Linked DNA regions of Zea mays: region 2 is linked to region 1. A link is a contact called in public Hi-C data. All regions are on one chromosome and are shown on one strand. The core of a region is the stretch at or near the end of the contact, and the rest is flanking DNA. Distances in the headings are between cores, read along the strand shown.

Region 1 (3,940 bases), core at 1,392-3,891:
GTGATCAGTTCAATTCTTTGCAATTTGCAACAATCCACAAATATCAATGAAATTTAGGAATTTAGTAAGCCTTAGAATATACATGTACCTTTGTCAATGTCAACATCATCAAATACTACTATAGGACTTTTTCCACCAAGTTCCAGTGTAACAGGCTGTCAAGAAAAATGCAATGTTAAAGAATGCAATAGAATTTCCTCTTAATCGTAGGGTATCCAAATCATACTTCTGATAATTTATCAACTAAAAGAGAGCAAAATGAATAATGCACAGTTCATTACTTGAAATAAAACATAAATTCACAGACAAACCTTAACCATAGGAGCTGCAGCCGCCATAATCTTCTTACCAGTTTCAAAACTCCCAGTAAAAGCGACCTACAAACACAGAAAACACATGATATGAGAAATAATGTTTTCATTGATGTGTCATGCACATGCATGATTATGTCATTATATGCAGAACAGTTTACCTTGTCAACATCTGGGTGTGCTGACAAAGGAGCACCAGCATCAGGACCTAATCCTGTCACAATGTTTAAGACACCGGGAGGAAGACCGACTTCTTTACAGATATCAGCAAGCTCTAAGCAAGTCCTGGGAATTCAAAAGGTAGGCACTTCAAATGCCATTGCTTCTAGCATGAGAATATAGAATGCTAATACTTACACAGAAGCCAATTCAGATGGCTTTAGCACAGCTGCACAACCAGCAGCCAGAGCAGGAGCTACCTTCCATGTAGCCATCAGGAGAGGATAGTTCCTGCAATACAAATACAAGTACAAAGCATAATACTTTAGAATCAGAATAAGTAAAACAAAAACATATGAAAAAATAGATAAATCAGTTACTTAGTCAACAACATTTTATATATAGACACAATAAAGTGAAATGCCCCGGCCCAACAAATACGTGAAAAAGGATAATAGCAGAATAGTGAGCTTATGGAGCAGAAGCAACAGTTGTACTGGGACAAAGCACAACGTTGTGCCAAGATAGCATATTGACATTGGCCAAACATTCACACAAGCAAATAATTTGACATTAACTTGGATATATAGATCATAGGTGAGATTAAAAACTGGATAGGAAGTACAAATATGAACACTGGAAATATTTCAGGACGATGATGAGGAAAGTTGTCAAAAAATAGTTTAAGAAAATTGTGTGGTTAGAGAATATGCAGATTTTTTTGCTATAGAACTCTGAGGTCTTACAGGAAACGAAGCTGTACTACTGAATACAGGTCGCTTGCCTGTGAGCTTTGATCATAAATACGAATAACAGCAAGGTGAGGTAGGTATGAAAATACCAAGGAGTTATCAGCCCAACTACCCCAATAGGCTCTCTTCGGAGATGGCATTTAAAAGTTTCCATCGGAAGAGAAACTGGGGAATTTTGTCTTTTGTCCAAAGCTTCTGCCTGATCTGCGAAGTACTCAAAGCACCCAGCAACATCATCCTGATAAATGGAATACCAGACAGATTGTCATTGCAAACTGGAAAAAAAAATTGCACACTTCCATAAGGTGTGTCACATACCATGTCCCATGCAGCTTCATCATAAGGCTTCCCACAATCAAGTGCCTCTAGCTTAGCTAGCTCTTGTTTCCTCTCAATTACCTGAATAAGAAGACATTTTTACATGCAAAATGTGACATGTGTAAATATATTTCAACAAAACTTTGATGACCCAACCAAATGTTACAAGACTTTACAAATGGAAGTTTAAAGAGAAAGATCTTTTAAGGTGTTTTGAATTTGGAGTTGATACTAGAGGTCAAAACACCCTGTATTGGCAGAAAGCAATAGCTTGTTCACAACAAAAGCGGAACATAAGGACTTCTCCTGAATAGAAGGAACTTAATTTGTACTTTCTGTGCCTCTGTGCATGTAAAACAGTAACAGTGTTGAAGTGTAAGGAAAACGCATATAGCAAAGGTGCTGAGAAGTTCACTCCTAGCATCCCCAAGTACAGATCCAGTCACCAATCATACCCATCAAAGCACAAAAAATAGATGCCGCGACTGAGTTGTCTCACACTGAATTCACATCCGAATTATGGTAGTATTCCTAAGCGAGATGTACATTTATATTGGGGCGGAGGGAGTAGATACCAATGCTTGGAAGCAGAAGCACAGCACTGGAGTCGTTTTTGACCCAATTAAATTAGCTAGAGCAAAGAGGACCAGCGTACCTTGGCGGCGATGGCGCGGAGGTACTTGGCCCGAACGGCCCCCGGCGCGCGCGCCCAATCGCGGCCGCGGTTCCTCTTGAGCGCCGCGCGCGCCGCCGCCACCGCGGCGTCCACGTCCTCCGCCGTGCCCGCCGGGATCTCGCCTGCGCGTGCACGCGAGACCTAGCGCATCAGCGCCAGGCCAAGCAACAAGTATAATAGAAGAAAACAGGGATGATTGCGATCGGGGGGCGGTCACTCACCGATGTGAGCCTCAGTGGTAGGGTTGACGACGGGGAGGCGGCGGCCCTGCGCGGGCGGGCGCCACTCGCCGTCGACAAAGAGCTGCCGCAGCGGTACCATCGCTTGCGAGGCCATCATCGGTGAGGAGTGGAGTTTGGACTCTGGAGAGTGGAGATTGCGACTTGCGAGGGGAGTCGGTGAGTCGGCAACTCGGCAGTGGACTTCGTCGCTAGGGATCGGCAAGCTGCGGCCCTGTGTAGTGTAGGCTATACAGATAGAGATATAACTGGAACGCTTTATCGGCACGCTGTCCGCGACTCCATTCAGGCTTAACGGAAATACTACACAGATAAACCATGGTCAGGATAGTAAGAGTCTGTTTGGTTGGGCTGTGGCTGTGAAAAAAGTTGTTGTGGGCTGTGAGCTGTGGAAAAAGCTGCTGTAGGCTGTAAGCTGTTAAAAAGCTAAAAACCGTTTGGTGGAAACCACTAAAAGTCGTTAAAAATTCTTCGATATATGTTTTCACAGTTCCATCCGAAAAGCCACTAAAAGCAGGTTCAGAGGTGCTTTCAGATTTGCACTACGAGAAAGTCGGCTTTTAGAAAAAGCTGCTTCCTAGATCCAGCCCTTTGGTTGGCTTTTGGCTTTTGGGGGGGCAAAAGCCAAAGCCAAAAGTCAAACCAAACACACCCTAAGTCAGATGAGGACGGATTTATATTATAGTTGTAGTAAGATCCCAGCTGTGCTTGTTTTCATTTCGACCCATTTATTTATGGTCCCCAAAGTTCTATTCAAAATGTCTGTATTTTAAAATTCAATTCTGTTGAATTGTCCTAATAAACTCGGATGAACAAAAAAATGACAATGATCAAAGTTGTAGATCTCTATGAGGTTTACAACTTTATAATTAATCGATGACCTTTTTGCATCCCAAGCCATTTGCGGGTCCTAAATAAGACTAGCTGGAGCGCCGGCCATCAGCCATCCTCTCCTCTATCCATGTTGATGTTTAGTGTACTCTTAGGCCGCAGCGCTTAACGCTACTCTCTCCTCTGCCCCTTGCTGCACAAGCGCGCACGCCACATCAAGAGGATCACTGTGTCAGCCCCTTTGTATTGATTTTCGTGCTCGCTAGTATTGTTAGTTGAGAGAAAAATAGATAAATGATGATGAATAGGTATAGAAAATGATATTTTATATTGAAGTGGGGTATGGGGGGAATTTAGGGAAAACCGTTGCGGGAGAAAATAATGTAGAGGATGAAATGTTAACGATGTGACGCAAAAAAGTGATATAGGGGAGAAATTTAGAGGGAACCGCTGCGGATAGTCTAAGATTGAAATACTATTGAAATTAAAAAAATAATGATCTCGGATGAAGAGATGACAAATTAAAGTTGTAGATCTCTAGTATACAGCTTTATAGTCGACAGATTTTTCTTTTGAAATTTTTATTTAAAAAGATATATCTGAATTTCTCAATTTAGAATATAAAATTTTCTAATGACCTCAGGTGTAGAAATG
Region 2 (3,740 bases), core at 925-3,424, 250 kb after region 1:
TGAAACTATTCAGAGATTGAAAAGGTGTTGTAGCTATCTTGATGGATCCAAGAAAGCTTCAACATTATTTTCAGTCATATAACATTATTATGCCTTTGTCCTAGCCATTAAGGGACATCATAAGGAACATCGAAGCCATAAGATGAATTGGAAAATGGGTCACTAAGTTGAATGTCTTTGTTATAGATTTCATGCACTAATCATCCATTCAGTCGCAAGCATTGACGAACTTCATCATTGATTGGACACCAAGTCCGCAAGAGTCACCAAGTGTTGTTTATGAAGTCGTATGTACAGTTTTTTTGCAATGGCGCATGGGACTCCATTGGAGCAGGGGCTGCATTTGTCATTGTATCACCCTCGAAGTTGAGGACTTTGTATGTAGCCAAACTTGAATTCCAATGTATCAATAATATTGCAGAGTACGAAGCCATCCTCCTAGGTCAAAGCTAAAGGCCATGGGTGTCAAGTGGGCAATCCTCAAATCAGACTCCCAAGTGATTATTGGCCATGTCGACAAAAGCAGCAAGGCAAAAAATTTAGCATCGGAGAAGTATCTTGATACTGTCTGAAGAATGGAAGATTTTTTTGAAGGGTTTTCTGTAAAGAACATACAAAAGGCATACAATGAACATGTTGATATGCTTGCCAAGTCAGTAGCCCAGGCCCTAGGGGCTGCCCTACCACTCGAAGTTTTATGCGAAGTCTTGAAAGCACCCTTGGTGGATCTCCTAGAAAGGGATGTTTTGACGGTATATGCAACACACAATGAAGATTGGAGGTTACAACAACTTTTTTCACATCTACATCCCAACCAAAGAGACCTTTAACCATCTCAATATATCCTTGGTAGTGCTGGGAATTGGGTCGGGCTGAGCTAGCCCGGCTCAGGCCAATTGTGCTTCGAGCCAAACGGGCTCGGGCTAAGAAGGCCCCAAAAAACATTTTGGCCATGCCATGCCAGTCCAAAAGAGTAGAAATAGTAGGCCAACCTAGCCCTAAAGCACGACGTGCCTTCGTTGGGCCATACCGACCCAAGCACAACCCATATATTTGAACCATATAAAGTCCAAATATTGCAACCACATAAAGTCCATAGCTTGCTAAATTAAAGATATTAAGCAATGCAAGCATCATCTGACCACATAAAGTCTAAATATTACAACCACATAAAGTTCATAATTTACTAAATTAAAGAAATTAAATAATATGGGCTCCATTGGGTCGTGCCAGCCCAAGCCCAACCCATACGTGCGGGTCATGGCGGGAGCTTGACGGATATGGGCTCCATAGGCCTGGTCCAGAGTCCAGACCCTTCGAACCATGCTAGCCCGACTCATATTTTTTATGTTGGCCCGTGCTTTGGGCTCCTGTTTTTAAACTGTCTCATGCTGGCCTAAAAAGTAAGGCCCATATTCCGAGACTAAGACTATCTCTAGCAGCTTATCCATCCCCATCTTCATATTCAAACTTCACCCATAATATAGTTTATAGTGCAGAATAATGTAAAATAATGTTTTTGGATAAACTATGGATAGACTGTTGGGCTAATCCTTGGTAGAACTCTAAATTTCGAGCCTAACACATCGTCTAGCCAACCAAGCTGATCGACGAACCACGAGACGAGACTACCCGTTAGAGATGACAATTGGGCATCAATCCCCGATTCACCGCGGGGAATTTTTTCGTTAGCGGATAGAGATGAAGAAGTTTCTTTTCACATGGGGATCTAAACGGGAAAAAATTCTCCTCCGACGCGTAAACGAGAACGGGAAGCATTCCCCATCTCTATTCCTCGTGGGACCCGTTAAACTTACACGTGACAATGTTTTCATGTAATAGTTAATGATAAAATAAATAATTACCTTATCAAGATATCACTTATTTGTACAAATATGTTTATTTTGATGTATATATAATGATTTTTTTAAATCAGATAATGTCTATAAGTGCCAATGATTTACATTAATAACAAAGTAAGTACGTTTTAATTAAAGTTTAAACGAGGATAGAGATCTCCGACTAGATTTATCCTAGATTTATCTCCGCAGGGGAACGTCGATGGAAAAAAATGTCGCCCACGTACGTCCATGGGATTTCCGCTGTAAAATTTTTTTGTCGTAGGGGAGCTAAAAACGTAACGGGGAATTTCCCAAGCCCATCCTACTGCCGCAGTCCACGGCTCCACGCCTCTCCCCGTTCTACCGGCACCCGGCCCTCCGTTCCCCCATCCGCCGCCGCCCATGTCTAGCCGCCACACGCCGCACCTTCGGCTGGCCGTGCCGCCGCGGCTATCCGCGCACCACTCTTTCCGCTTCCCCTCCACGCCGCTCCCTACCCCGTCGAAAGCCCGCGGCCTCCCCTCCTCCTCCGCCTCGCCGTCCTCCCCCTACGCCGCCGCGCTCCTCCGTCTACTCGTGCTGCACGCGCTCTTCCTCCTCGCGCCCGCCGTGCGCGCTCTCCCCTCTCTGGCCCACGCGCTCGCGCTTTCCCCGCCCCTCGCGCTGCTCTCGGCCGCCGCCCTCCTCCTCCTCCACTTCGCCGCCGCGTCCCGGAAGACCCACCAGCCTCACCACCCGTTCCCGGGGTTCCCCGCTCTCCTCGGCCTGGCCCTCCTCCTTGCGCTCTCTATGCTCCTCCGGCTTGTGGCCCTCCGCATCCTCCCCTCCCCGGGCCTCCTCGTCCTAGCTGACTCCGCCGGCTCCCTGCTCGCCCGCGCCCTACGCCGCCCCTCCCGCCGCCGTGTCCTCTCCATAGCCGTCGCCGCCTTTTCCCTTGTGGGCATCTCCCCTTCTGTGATCCTCGCTATCCCCTTCACCTCTGGCTTCCTTTCCTCGGTCGAACAATCGGCCACGGCGCGGCATGCCACTCGCAGTCGGCGCGCCCGCGCGGCGGTATTTGCGCTCGCTGCCTTCCTCTGCATGCCGGCGCTTGTGGGTCTCTTCTTTTTCGGTGGCAGCAATGCGGGCGATGGTCCTCCTGATGGAGCAGTCCCGATCAGCCCGCTCTGGTGGCTGCTGCTTAACTCTGCCTTCTTTGGCATGGCTTTGGGGCGACGACAGGAGCATGGCAGCAGCGGTGGTAGGCCAAGTGTGGATTTTGCAATGACGTTCTTATGCACTCTTGTTCTGGAGCTGCTGTACTACCCAAAGCTGTCTCTACCGGGCTTCTTGATCTGTGGGTTCCTCTTGTGGATCGCCAGCAGGGAGCTGGCCCCTGCAGGATATGTGGAACTTGGAACTGAAGATGTCTCAGAATCAGTTTTTGAGGCAGTTATGGGGCCAGTTAGGCATATCTTGAGTGAGCGAAAGTCGAGGAAGATTGCTGTGTTTCTATTGATTAATACAGCCTATATGTTTGTGGAATTTGGCAGTGGGTTCATGAGTGATAGTCTTGGGCTGATCTCTGATGCTTGCCATATGTTGTTTGACTGTGCTGCACTGGCAATTGGTCTCTATGCATCCTACATCGCAAGATTGCCTGCAAATGGGATGTACAACTTTGGAAGGGGCAGGTTTGAGGTCCTGTCAGGGTATGTCAATGCAGTGTTCTTGGTTCTTGTTGGTGCACTGATTGTGTTGGAGTCATTTGAGAGGATTCTTGAGCCTAGGGAAATATCAACTAGTAGCCTTTTGGCAGTTTCAATAGGTGGACTTGTCGTAAACCTAATCGGATTGGTGTTCTTTCATGAAGAGCACCACCATGCTCATGGTGGTACATGTTCTCACTCCTGTTCACGT

What was found. Hi-C and Micro-C count contacts between places; a contact is called where the count stands out from the background.
Region 2: a contact with region 1 is called in a Hi-C map of ear, with 2.4 times the contacts expected there. The contact joins the promoter of LOC103643305 here to the promoter of LOC606443 in region 1. A contact is called at or near these places in 2 of 25 Hi-C or Micro-C datasets (ear and leaf).

What each region holds. Positions count from the first base shown.
Region 1 is chr1:220,934,577-220,938,516 of Zm-B73-REFERENCE-NAM-5.0, forward strand. It overlaps LOC606443 (betaine aldehyde dehydrogenase), which reads right to left and starts at 2,642. Exons shown (of 15, transcript NM_001112311.2): 1 at 2,438-2,642; 2 at 2,196-2,338; 3 at 1,541-1,621; 4 at 1,312-1,460; 5 at 669-761; 6 at 473-596; 7 at 312-377; 8 at 89-155. The coding sequence starts at 2,555.
Region 2 is chr1:221,184,953-221,188,692 of Zm-B73-REFERENCE-NAM-5.0, forward strand. It overlaps LOC103643305 (Cation efflux family protein), which reads left to right and starts at 2,175. Exons shown (of 1, transcript XM_008666456.4): 1 at 2,175-3,740. The coding sequence starts at 2,244.